3 separate regions of the Hordeum vulgare genome follow, and regions 2 and 3 are each linked to region 1. Evidence: chromatin contacts called from public Hi-C data. All regions are on one chromosome and are shown on one strand. The core of a region is the stretch at or near the end of the contact, and the rest is flanking DNA. Distances in the headings are between cores, read along the strand shown.

Region 1 (4,642 bases), core at 1,332-3,831:
TGAGAAGGTATAAAGTATAGTAGTGCTCGAAATATTAGACCGTAGACTACAATCATAAGAATCTGAGTTTACAGATAAGATCAAATATGAGGATTAAAATGGAAACATATTCTGGTAATAGCTACGTACTTTGTTTATTGGTCTCTATTAGGATGGGCAAGACATTCATGAGAAAAGAACACATCTAAGTACTAATATCTTGGATAATATAGAGCCTAGTATTGATTCATGAATGACATGAATCATTCCATGGTCCAGTGCATATATCAATAATCCTCCTTCTCTCTTTTCGAAAAGTAACATTTAGAAGTCCCCTCAACTGCATTTGGAAAAGGTCACTTATTTCCTGATATGTTGAAGTCCATATATGAATTGGGAAGCTATGCTGATATGGAACCAATACACTACTTGTTGGACCAGTGTAGCACACAATAAGCCTGCACGAAACAAGGCAGCATCCGTAGAACATACAAAAGCTATCTCATGTAGAATATGGAAAATTGGATATATATCATCTTGATGTAATACATCACTTATATGAGCATCCAATATTATTTTTCTTTGCGGCACACAGTATTGCCCACAACGTCTTTTTTCCTGTTGATGTAAAAAGTTCAACGGAAAAGCTCAATACGAGTACAATTAAATAAACTTGCACTTGCAGGCAAGACACCGGTTCCTATATTATTTGGAGAGGGTATTTCGCACATACTTAAGATATTATTAAAAATTATATCTTTGTTTACCATGTACTCCCTCCATTCCAAAATGTAATACCATTTATTACATTATCATAGTGTCAAGAATGATCTTATATTTTGGGACCGAGGGAGTATTAAACAGCCCGCGGAATAGCAGTGGATTAAAGTAATACATAATCACTTGGCTATCGAGTAGTGAGTGGGTAGAAGTGCGAGTCAAATAACATGAACATAGCATAATCCAACTACATGAGCCTCTTAAATCTTCATCTATTTCACAAATAGTTTGAGGGTCCAAACCAGCAAGACGGCAAATACTGCTGCACAGACATTCCAATTCTCACACGTACTCTTGGATGCTAAAATCATCAGAAGGTGCTAGAATCTGTAAAGGTAGTAAAATATGTAAATCACCAAGAGGGATGAATTGGCATGTTACATCGAATCAGGACATAGACAACTTTGAGCAAAAGAAAGCTAATGACTAAGAAGTGAGATGGAACGGGAGCTAACAGAAAGAAGAGGCTAACAACACGTGGCTTGAAAGGTTGTGAGCATGCGTGTCTATTATCTCAGATGGACCTGCAATGAAAGTACGCACATCAAACCTTGTGCTGCTCTTTTTCAAGTGACAATCGGAATGTTACTGCCCATGTAAATGATGAAGAAAAGAATCAAAGGACAGATATTGGGATATGATGGTCCACAGTAGGTGTCGAGGAAGAGGATGACCACATTTTCTGTAGTGTGAACCGGTGGAGGTGGCCTGCTTATTTGCTACAAATAAACTGTCATTGGTACTCCTCATACGTGGGACCAAATTTTATTCTAGATTTTCCCATGACTCGTCGCTTGTGGAGAAAAAATCAGATTGGGGTAAGCTGTGCAGCCTTGATTGGATTGTACCTAATTTCAGTTCCCCATGGTTGAAAGATTGAAATTGGAAACGGCTGGAGAGCATATGTGGTAAGGAAGATAGGTTGTTGTAAGGTTAACCTGAGGGCACGCTATACCTGAAAACCAATAAGAGATGTTTATGACTGGAGTTGCATCGGTTAATTTCGTTACCCAGTTATGTACCTCCTGTTATAATTGCAATGTCTTCCACAAATAGGGGGTTTCGTTCACAGAAAGAAGGATACTTAATTGCCGCCACTTTGATCATCCCAGATAGCTTGTTTCTCGTCAAAGTAGCCAATGTAGCTTCTTCGACAGCATCAGCCATTAATAAAAATGGAAAATCTTCTTTTACAGCATTAAAACATGCCCATAAAAGGTCCCTTGGATAAGAAATTATCTTGTCAACCAACAGGATCTACAAAAGACAAACTCTTAAAATTATCCAGCATAGTGATGTGTGTGCATCTTCTGATATAGTGGCTTAGGGAGACGTGATGGAGATCTCTGCACTATGTTACAATCAGTGAACTCCACAAACATATTTGGCATGATAAGTTAGTCAGTGAACTCCGCAGACATATTTGCATGATTAGTCACAAAGAAAGGTGAGAGGTAACCACGTACAACCTCCATTCTTCCGACAACCTCTAATCTTTTTACCGTGCTTCTCCCTTTTTCAATTCTAACCATGCCTTCCCTGCCTACTTTTTAGAAGCATCAGAAATTATGTTTCCGACGGCGTAATCATTTCCCGCGCTAACTGCAACCACATGTGCTTATTTCATGGTCTTCCATCTAGAAGGCAGTAGTTTACAAAATGTTATGATATCTTTGCTAAGAACATACAGAAACATTCATAGTCATAGATTAACTGATAAATCATACCTCCAGTGACATCAAGTTGAGTTCAGAAACCAACTCATCAGAAGTACTCCCAATGCCAAGCGCAATTTGTACCAGGTTCATTCCAACAAGAAGAACCTACTCTTCGAAAATATTGAGGTGCGGGTTTAGGTTTCAAAATCAAAAAATTCTCCTAACAACTTTTCAAACCAAGAAATATAGAGCACTATTATCCTGTATCTGTCAGCATACCTTCATTCCTTCAGAAATCAAGCCGGCAATATTGTTAGTCGTAGCGCCGACCTGTCAGACCACCACCCACACTCCTCCCGGCTCCTCCTCGCCTATACCGCCGCCAAGTTCTTCACCACGCCGTTGTCGTCGCCTGCCAGAGGGGCGTCTGCCGCCGCTGGCTCTCTTGGGGTTGCGAGTGCAGTACTGCCCCTTCAAAGGTAGCGGCACAAGCATTGACCCTAGGTCGGAGGAGGAGACGGATCGGGAGGGATGGGGACTAGGCATGAGTGGAAACGATGTATGCGGTCCCGGCGGCGGCGGCGGTGGCATGGTACCCTCTCTCTCGTAGCTTGTTCCTACTGTCCTGCGAGCGGATTGCTACGATCGATCGCTCTCTTAGTGGGCTTCATTCGGCTGGTTGGCCCAATCAACAAGATTGCTCTAAATCTGCCACCGGAGTTATGGCTGGCCAAACAGGCCGGCCCGTGAGCCGGCCGGCTCGGCCCGTCATGGGCTAGGCATGACACGACTTAAACGGGCCCATGTCAGGCACGCAGCACGCCTCGGGCCATGCCTGGGCCTGGAGGCTGGACACGCGGGTCAGCACGGCACGGGCCGTTTATTATATATATATATTTTTTTTAGATTTTTTATATATATACATAATACTAGTTCAAATGCCCGTGCGTCGCACCGGGCTAGAAAAAAATGCAAAACCTACTTGTTTTATCATTATGCGGCATTAATTTTAATAAATATCAATTATAATGTTAAATGTAAGACATCTATTTTTGGACGGAAGGAGTTTCTTTTAAAGTTTTAAAATATAATGTAATGCTTACATAAAAACTGGATTACTTTTTTAGTAATAATTATCAATTTTATTGAGTGGTAATAATGTTTTGGCAAATACAGTACTACCGAGCAAGGTAAATTTTGATCTTGTCATCCTTCCAGGCTAACCAAATTAGGCCGCAGCGGGCACCTAGTTCAGAAGACACCACGCCACATATTTCTTAGCTTGAAATTGATAGGCAACCCAACATTAAACGAACCAGCAGCAGAATCACACACACACATAGAGAAATCTGAACCCGAACCTCGACCTCACTTCAGATCTGAAGTGAGTGAGTGAGGTCTAAAGTAAGGGTTGAGCGCCACGGGTAAATTCAGACCACAGGGTTCTTAGATCTAATCAATTTCAAACGTTCTGTAAAAGCAAAAAACTGAACTAATGGCCACGACAATGTCAGAAGTGGAGAAGCAACCTGGCCCGAGGAGCAGAGAAGAGGAAATGATGCTTCATGGTAACAAGGCACATAACGTAAGCATAGCAAATAGTTTACCATGAGAAGAGGAAGAGCATGAGGGCGCAGGCGCGGGAGCCCCCGGGCTTGAGCCCGCGTCCGCAGCAGAAGCACCGGCTGGCGAGCATGACGACGACCTGCGCGGCGGTGAGCAGGAGGAGCGCGCCGATGCCGTAGCCGGTGGCGACGTCGGAGTTGTAGACGCAATAGTCGTACTCCTTGGCCAGATCCGGCGTCACCGTGGCCTGCGCACCATTTTGCGTCAACTGATTAATCAGCGGGGCCAGGGCGGTCGAGAGATCAGGCGAGCGAGTGAGCTTCTGGGGCGTGCAGGTGTAGGTGCAGGGCTTACCTTGCTGCGGCGCTGCTCGGCGGCGACAGCGAGGCCGAAGGCGATGAGGTTGAGGAGCAGGGCGGACACCTGCACGATGATGGACGCCATTGCTCCCTCTCTCTGTCTCTTTGTTTCCTTGGTTGCTTGCTCTGCTGAGGAAAGTGAGGTGTGGAGGACGACGGGAGCCACGGCGATGCGCGACGAGCGGAGAAGCGTCGGCGTCCGACGCGGCTCCGGTGGCCGACAACGAGGCGGGCAGGACCGGCTGAGGAGGCGCGGATGGGGTCCTTCGACCCAGACCCGGCGAGATCCAGCTCGCGATG
Region 2 (4,642 bases), core at 1,508-4,007, 660 kb before region 1:
GATGGTGCTTACTATACTCGTACTAACGTCTGTGTATTCTGTAATTGTCAGATTCGATGAATGGTTTCTTTCTTCTCGACGCGTCGATTGCTCTTGGTGGTAGAATCTTACGGCATGCGCGGCCGAGGAAAATACCTTAATCTTACAGCGGTGATAATATAAACTTCTGGGCAAGGACCCAATAGTGGGTCGGTCGTAATCATGGTGCGGTGGGATGCAAGGATGTACCCTCAAACAAAAATATAAGTTTTTTCTATGATTTCACTACAGACCACATACAAAACAAAAATAAGTATATATTTATAGTTTAAAATATATCTATATGCATTTAAATGTATGTTGTCTGTAGAAAAACTTATATTCGAAAACGGAGGAATTAGTACTGCTACAATTTTCCACTTGTGATCGACGTATAGTTGAAGGTGAGTGCGTCGGTGCCCTACACACACGCCTAATGCGACTAATGAGGGAAATTACCTATCGCCATTGGCTTTGATTAGTCAAACAGGGACTAGTTATGGTTGTGTTAGTGCGATACCTATGGCAACGACGGAGAAGACACACAAGACTGGGATTGCGAGAACCAAGTGCCAAGCCTTTCAGAAAACAACGTGCGAAGTATTTGGTAGTACCTCTAGCAGCGCTGGCAGAAATTTACTGTGCAGTGGTGCCAGTGAACTGCTGCACCCTGCAAGCAAGGCTGCAACGGCTTTGGCTTGGAAATAGTCACACGTAAGTACACCACTGCCGCCCGTTAGCTTCAACTATATGGTTTCATCACAGTTTCACTGTTCGAGTGCTCCTACACCGGTCTCGACAAGAGAAAAGTACTTTTGTACACCACAGCCCTATACGTATAGTAGCACTCCTGCGTGCTACTAGTTCGTGTACAGTAACTCTACCGACAGTACAGTTCACGGGTCCCTGAGGTTAATCTCTCATGATGGTAAGTGAGTGGTAGCGTCACATCGCCTGGCAGGTGGGCCCTGTGGCCGGTGGCTGGCATGTGGGGCACGCGCCAACGGCAGCGGCACTGTGCAGCCGGTGAGGTCAACAGCAGCGTAGCTAATACGACTCGTACTTGGCTCACGCTCTACGGCAGGAGACAAAGGTCGGTGTGCACCGTGGTCCACCGGCCCGGCGGTGCGTGGCCAGTAGTACGTAGTAGTAGACGTGGTGGACAAAATGCGAGGACCAATCGTGCACTCGCAAAAGAAAAAGAAAAGGTCGATCTCACGCCCTGGTAGCAGCCATTAACGAGCGCATTCAAAGCTGGCGATAAATTACGACGCTGCCGCGTTTGTGATGCTCGGCTGGTCCTTACGGCTGGTGATTTTGGCGCGGTCTGCCTCTTCTGCCTGAGCCTGTTTGTAATGGAAGTATTACAGGTAATTTCATGTACGACAATTATTCCGTCATTTTTGATAAATCGGTATAGTACTAAATTAAGAAAAAAGATTAGGTATCATAATACATACAGTATTATAATAAATAATGTGTTATTATGTATCTTGTATGATAATAAATAAACTATCTTATAATGTCAACATATAATATTATGCATTACGGATGTGGTATCATATACTACTCCTTATGTTTCTAAATATAAGTCTTTTTAAAGATTTCATTAAATGACAACATACGGAGTAAAATAAATGAATGTATATTTTAAAGTATATGTGCATATATATTCGTATGTAGTGTTTTAATAAAAACCTCTTCAAAAATTTATATTTAGAAACGGAGGGAGTAGTATCAAATGCTTGATAATGAATATGCGATACTGTACTATTACAATACCACTACAACCAGTCTGAGAGTTTTGTTCGGGTAGGCAATGGCGGCGTGGTTTGATTGACTGATTTATTTATCGTGGAGGGCTTTTGCGGTACAACAAGTTTATTCAGGAACGTCGCAATCATCTACATACTCCAAAATTAAACCACGTGTATTAGCAGGAAAAGAAATGACATGGGGCGCGTAAACAAAACAAAGTTGTGGTGGTAGTAAACTAGTACTCGTAGTATAGCAAAAGTACAAGGAGCGCTGTGCTGTTTTTGGTTTTTCCTTAAGCCCAAAGGCCAAATATTTCCCCCCTCTTCCCTCGTGTGCGCGAAATTTTCAAACTAAGGAGATGACCTCACATACCACGCCAGGACAAATAAAAAAAAAGACGAATTCGAGACTGAGAAACCTATGCTATGTTTTCGTAGACCAAGACGATCTTTGCTGCCACCAAGAATCAGCCGAGGAAACTGAACAAGGAGGGACGAACTAGCCATGACCCGCTATCAGAAGAAACGGCAGCGTGGACCGTGGTTGAAGTGCTACGAAGAACGGAGTAGAAAGAAGAAACGGCGGCGGAGGAACCACGCGACTGATTGAATCATACACGAAGGGAAGGGAACTCACCGTAGGAGGACGACGAAGGAGGCGCAGATTATCTATCTCTCGTCGGTGAGGAAAGAGGAACCAATCTTGGGAACCGCTCCGCCCCCTCCCCGCACGCCGCCTCGCTTCTTCCTCCCCGGTTCCCTCGGCCCGCTGTCTCGGAATCAAACGAGCGGCGGGCGGGAGACCCGTGGTCGGCGCAGGCTAGCTCGTCCCCCGCGACACCGACCTGTCGCCGTCTCGTCCGGGGCAGAGGACACGCGATGGCAGGGAGGCACGGGCGGCACCGGCTGGGAGACGAAGACGCGCTATCGTGTTGGGATTGGGAGAGGAAAAACTGGATTACTACTAGTCCGTATCTCCTTCCAAACCCCGGCACTGATCCCCCGGGGCGTATTTATTCGGATTCAATGCGCGCGGGTGCTCTGCCCGTAAATGCCCCTCCCGCCGCGCACGACACGTGGCGGAGGTCGGCGGCGAGGTAGGATTGGAAGGTCCGGTCAAAATCTGTGTTTTTTTTCAGATAGAGAGAGAGAGAGAGAGCATGTTTTCGTTCTGCACGGCTTTGTTGGTCCCTTTCGCTGCCGGGCGTGATTCGCCACCGGATCGGGGATGATTCGGATTACTATAGTTTATGATGGAACTACGTTTGGTTGGTCACTGATTGCATGAACTGCGGAACAACTTGTATGATCGGTCGCTTGGGAGACGATGAGATGTAGGCGTCGTCTGGTGACTGGTGTGGTGTGGTGCGGTGCGGTGCTGTTCCCTGCCTGTGTGTCTGTCTGGTCTGCTGCTTCAACGCACGGTGTCTATTCAAATGAAGAGAAAGGTTCTGTACAAGCATATTTGCTTCCGATACAAGCATCGACAAATCGAATCAAACGAGCTTGCATGTAGAGTAGTACTGGACCAAACGGGACAGTTTGGACCGTGGTTGTTGAGCCCTCCAATTGGTGCATGAGTGCCTCTCCCTCGGATTTGCTAAAGCTCACTATGTCTAAGGCTCTCCATAGTGGGAGTAACTTAGACCCTCCGTTCAGGTGCATAGGGCATGCGTCGTAGTTCTATGTCGTTAATTTAACTACTTAAATATGTATATATATAATAAATAATATATTATTTGATTCATGTCGGGTTTGTATTTTTTTAATATGTAATTTTTATCGCATATAATATATATTTAGCTAGTTAAATTGACAACCTAAAACTAGGCGTATGCCCTATACACTTGGACGGAGTAGTAGTATCATACACTTGGGACTAGCAAACATGATGACGTGGCACACAATTAAAGAAGAGAGAGGGGTTAGAGTAACATAGGTAGATACCGTAACATGTTAAATGTTATACTACTATGTGTCATGCATGTCAATAAATGAGGCCATCTATGATACTTCCTCCGTCACGGTTTAGAAGGCACAGTTAAACTTGCGTGCGTTTCAAAATAGACAAGGTTTAAGGCGCGAAAGCAATTACTCTTATTAATTAGTACTAGTACTAGTCATGCATGCGCCCTTCCAATTTGTTGTTGAGACATTAGTACTAGTATTTTCTGAGTTGATTAGGCGCATTAGCATTTACACCTGCTACATCTCACAACCAATCGATGACTACCTTGGTCCCAGAGATTTTCAAGCCTGCCTTCTAAACCGTGATGGAGGGAGTACAAGTTTATCATACTATGCACTATGAAGGTAGTATCATACAATAATATCATATGCATGATACTACTATATGATACTCCCACTATGGCCAGCCTAATTCACTCTACTTACCATTAAGTATGAGATGTGATTCGTGTAGCTATCGACAACATGTGTAGCGATTTATCAGTGCGGCCCGTTTTGAGTTTTTTCTGCAACTCGACCAGATTACTGGCTCTATTGTGTTAGATTGTGGGCTTTGAACTTTTCTTTTTTGATTTTTGGTTTTCAAACCCATAGCCACTCGAGCAGCATCTCTTTCCTCCTTTCGATCATTGAAAGAGATAATGTCTTTGGAGATGCAAAAGCTTTTTTTAGAAAAGAAGGACTGCCTTCAGTCTCTGCATCAAAAAGATGCATGCGGTCGTTTTATTAAATAGAGTGAAATCATAGTTACTTCTTAGGGTGGTTTTGATAATTGATCACAACATATGCATCATTACACTAATGTTTTTCCAAATATATTTCAGAAAAGTTCAAAAGATGCTATGGCTTAAGGTTCATGTGGAGATACCCCTAGATGCAAGAAAGAAATAATATTGGCT
Region 3 (4,642 bases), core at 600-3,099, 530 kb before region 1:
TATTATCTCTCAAACAATTTTCTTCATCAAATGGCTGGTTGAAAAGCTCCTCTGCCTGCACAAATTCAGGATTCCAAAGTACAGCAGTATCTTTTGGAATACAAGCCTGGATACTGTAAACCTGAACTGAACAAGAACCTTTAAATGTCCGCCTTGCTTCTGCATCGTGCAAAGAAAAATGTTTAGAAGGAAGGATGACTCTTAAAATCAACATATTACTAGAGAGCACGGGAAGGTAAGTACACTATATTTTTATGCTGAACTCCAACAAACATGATCATGTTAATCATAAAAAGAATGCTATAACTTGAGGAACTGTACACCCAAAAAATAAATCTGATTCCCCGCATTACCTTCAAGGTTAGGGCCTGAAGTGAGTTTTACACAATAGTTCTCGGGATTGTTCTTTAACCACCCAGACACACTGTAAATAACTTCGTGATCAGTTCCATGTTTGTTGACAAACTCCTGAAGCAACCTGGATAGCAGTAGAGACTAGTCAGGTGATGATGCTATGTTATGCAATGGAAATGATAAGAGAAAGTGAATTATCACCTCTTGGCATCATTTGATGACACAGAAAAATTCCGGCTTAGCCATTTGTACGAAATCTGTTTGAAGAACACATATAGAGTTTGCAAACGTTAGACATGTTGTAAACAATCAGGACGGACTGAAAACAATGGCCAAGCAGCAAGCACTAAACATGTACAGAAAAAATCGTAAGTGATGAACAAAACAATGATTCACTATCTGGAGAATCACCCTGAAATCTGAACGAACTCATAGTGCAATCACATTGGATGTTATCTGATGCCCGTCTCTGATGAGATTTTCATGCTGAAATAATTTTGCCAGTTGTAAACTGAGCATCACGAGCTTAATCCTCCCTACCCCGAGAGAGGACTATAGTAATTTTAGCTAGTCATCTTGAGAAAGGTATCTAGCCTAGTTTCTACAATCAATACAGAAATTGCGCATCCATTGGAAGGAAAAATGAACTTAACTAGCACAAACACACAACAAATCACCACGATATAATATTTTCGCTTCCTTTCCAATGAAAACTTCCCACATGTACAAACGTTGACGCAGAATGAGACACTAAACCAGTCGAAGAAGGAATCCAGACTTATTTCTGCAATCCATGCAGAAATTGTGCACGAATGGAGAAGGGCACATTTTCGTCATAAAAAAAAGAATGGATCTAACTAGTACAAATGCACGGCTAATCACACAAATGATATGTGTCTGTTTCCCTTTCTTTCGACCCCCCATCCCACCCCACACACACACACACAATCATACGTTGACCCAAAAGGAGGCACTAGACCATTTTAACGGCACCAAAATCACCAGAAGGTACACCTCACACGAATCTCAACCCTAACTCAAATCATTCGCACCAGAAGGGGACAGCAAGAACAATACAACCAGCGGAATCCAAGAAATCGCGTCTCCCCTGCTCCTCCACGCGGAGAAACCCCGCGCACGCAGAATCGAACGGGCGAACCGTCGGAGGGCGATTGAGCCATCAGACGGGGCGAGGGGAGGGGGAGGGGGGGGGGGGGGGTAATTTCCGATGGTTACCACGCGGAGCTGGTCGGAGAAGAGGGCGTGGATCTGGGGCAGCAGGTCGAGCAGCGCGCCGTCGGCCATCGTCCGGTGGCCTCCGCTCCCGATCCGGAAGGTTGTAGAACCCTTGCTAGGGTTTCGAATCGGGGAGCGGCGGGGGAAGACGAAGGGAGGAGTGTGGCGCGGGATTGGATTGGGGCTGGGGGGCGGTTTTCCCGCCTCCCCTGTTTTGTTGGCGCGGTCCGTGTCCGGGTAGAGGGTCCTACGGCGCGCAGTTCATTTGCCGAAAGAAAGCCCGCTCGAGCATTTTTTTTTTTTCTTTGGTCTTTTATCAGTTTTGCCTAGTTGTGTCACACCAGTGAGAGCAACTCTAGCAGTCTCTGTATAATTACGACTTGCAAACGCGTTTTACAGTTCGACGAAGTGAAGTTTTGTGGGACGAAATGTTGCTCTGCAGAACAGAACCCGTATAATCAAACTGCACAATTTGAAATAAAACATTTGCGGGCGAAATTGAAACCACGGTCTACATAAAACATGATCATACAAACTACATTCACAGCCTGCATCACTTACTAGAGGGGGAGCACACCTACTGGAGCTCATCGGAGCTCACCACAGCTACTAGCTATCCTACCGCACTACGCAAAATTGAGCTCACTGGAGTCGAGCTCGTGTTGTAGTACATGTGCAGTGCGCTCAGTTGTCGGAGGAGGAGGAGGAGAGCTCGATGTAGATGTGCTCCTTGTGGCCGAAGGCGAGGGCCGACGCGACACCCTGCTCGTAGAGCATGGTGTCGATCTCCTCCTCCCTCCGACGGCGTTGCTGGTCCTCTTCCACCTCTCGTGCACTCCGAGCCAGCAGCACGCGCAAAAGGCTATCCGCCTCCGCCGGAGGAGGAAATCCTCCGGTCCGACGACGGCCCCGGCACGTCGCTCCGACACCGCCTCGGCCTCCGGCTCCATCTTCACCGCTGGGAGCTCTTTGAGCTCCCTCTTCACCGGGGGGAGGAAGGAGCACGAGCGCGAGCTCGACGCCTCGAAGGAGTTGCCGGAGAAGAGGCAGCCGCGCGCACGGTCGTACTCCTCTATCTCGCAACGGAGGAGCGACGGCGGCGGCGTCTGGCCCCACTGCGTGTACCGGCGGGCGGCGCGCTTACGGGCGGCGTCGGATCTGACGCAACGAGCCCTCTCGGGGTCGTCGTTCCTACGGCTACCGGAGTTGGCCATCACAGACGGTGGAATGAGCGGCTATGCGGCGGAATGAAGGCGCGCGGCGGCGGATTGGAGGCGCCGGCGGTGAGGTGGGGCGACTTTTCGCGGCGGCGGAGGGATAGGGTTTCGACCCGCATCGAGCGGTCGAACCCGCAGTTTACCGGTCGAGCGCTCGCGTTTACGGGCCACCGCAAAATTTTTACGGGTCGGGCCGCGTTTACAATATCTGCTCTGGCGGGAAAAACAACCCAAACCCGCATACTCGTCGGAATTTTTGCGGGTCGGACGTCTTGCGGGATCTGCTAGAGTTGCTCTGAATCTTCCCATCAAAAATGACAAAAAAATCATTAAGGCACTGTTTGATAGCAAAGTACTAAGAAAAAAACAAAATATCAAAAACTACAATGATTTTGTTTATAGGTACAAAATACCATGATTTTAATATGACAACCTTTTTTAAAGTATTGTGACATGTTTGGTCAGGCCATAAAATGTTGTAAATTTTACTAGCTAGCAGTTGGCCGTACCCGCATTCATAGCTAGCTAGCTATTGCTTTTGGTGATGCAAACTCTATTTCTGTTGCGTTTATCCAGCTAGGTAGCTGGCTAGTCCTTGCCATCAGCGTGCATAGAACAGCAGCATGCACGAACAATTCCAGCTTGTATGTTAAGAAAAAGGCCACCCACAATATGTCTCTTTAATTTTTCCACAAAACTGTAAAGGATTTTGTGTTTAGTGATTAGTACTCCCTCCGTTCTTAAATATAAAACATTTTAGAGATTTAAATATAGACTATATACGGAGCAAAATAAATGAATCTATATCCTAAAATATGACTACATACATCTGTATATAGTTTATAGTGATTTTTTTAAAAGATCTTATATTTAGTAACGGAGGGAGTAGACTTTAAGAGAGGTCCTTCACCTTGTCTGACCTAGTATAAAGGATAGTTATGGATTGCATTTGATCCTTTCTATGATCTCACGAGATGAGTTTGTTAAGAATATTTAGCGACACACTCGTTTCTCCTGCTTGCTCTATTTTAAATAAAAGGTTCAAGGTTCTTTTTATTATGCAAAGAAATTACTGCAGTTTCGTACATACTCTAGTTTCAATAACACAATTTTCGTCTATTTTCGGCTAGTTGAAAAATCTAGGGGCAAAATTGAATAGTGTGATACAACTAGTGACAAAACCAATAAAAAACACTCATTTAACACAACACACAAAAAAAATATCCAACAAACGTCCTTTTAGGCATGACAACTCGAGCATTTATCATGGTAATCATGTTTGTCGAGAATGGCAAGTTGGCGAGTACCTGCTTGCTCTATTTTAAATAAAAGGTTCAAGGTTCTTTTTATTATGGAAAGGAAATACAGCAGTTTCGTACATACTCTAGTTTTAATAACACAATTTTCAACGTTACACAAACAGGTCCCACTAAATAAAATCGTGCCATCTAAAAACTACACTATTCTTAAAATACTTAAAAAATACTTTGCAATCAATTGGGCCTAAGTGTGTGCTAAAAATGCCACTCATCATCATTACCGTTGGGTGAAAGAACATTCACCAGGGGCAAAATGACCAAAATACCCTTAGACCCTACTTATCAATGATCCCAACAAGCATGTGTGTTCTATTCATCAGCACAAATAAATAAATTATAACAAACAATAACAACACATGGGGATTGAGCCGCCCATGAGCAAAGCTATTTTTACTTCTAATTTCATTGTCCGTGTGCTAAAAATTAGGAGCCCATTTGCTATATTGAGTTGTAGAGAGATCACTCACAAATGGGGTCTAGAAGTAATCTTGTCACTTCGCCCCGATCAATGGCCTC

Evidence for each region. Hi-C and Micro-C count contacts between places; a contact is called where the count stands out from the background.
Region 2: a contact with region 1 is called in a Hi-C map of leaf, with 1.7 times the contacts expected there. The contact joins the promoter of LOC123443094 here to the promoter of LOC123443096 in region 1. A contact is called at or near these places in 2 of 6 Hi-C or Micro-C datasets (leaf and seedling).
Region 3: a Hi-C map of seedling shows a contact between it and region 1, with 2.7 times the contacts expected there. The contact joins the promoter of LOC123443095 here to the promoter of LOC123443096 in region 1. A contact is called at or near these places in 2 of 6 Hi-C or Micro-C datasets (leaf and seedling).

Annotation. Positions count from the first base shown.
Region 1 is chr3H:89,754,739-89,759,380 of MorexV3_pseudomolecules_assembly, forward strand. LOC123443096 (subtilisin-like protease SBT3.9) reads right to left here and starts at 2,582. Exons shown (of 12, transcript XM_045119351.1): 1 at 2,487-2,582; 2 at 1,215-2,396; 3 at 1-1,086. LOC123439595 reads right to left here and starts at 4,427. Exons shown (of 2, transcript XM_045116288.1): 1 at 4,338-4,427; 2 at 4,021-4,230. The coding sequence starts at 4,427. The coding sequence ends at 4,021.
Region 2 is chr3H:89,094,879-89,099,520 of MorexV3_pseudomolecules_assembly, forward strand. LOC123443094 reads right to left here and starts at 2,758. Exons shown (of 2, transcript XM_045119345.1): 1 at 2,413-2,758.
Region 3 is chr3H:89,229,619-89,234,260 of MorexV3_pseudomolecules_assembly, forward strand. It overlaps LOC123443095 (nucleolar protein dao-5), which reads right to left and starts at 1,850. Exons shown (of 8, transcript XM_045119349.1): 1 at 1,591-1,850; 2 at 556-611; 3 at 354-478; 4 at 1-159. The coding sequence starts at 1,659.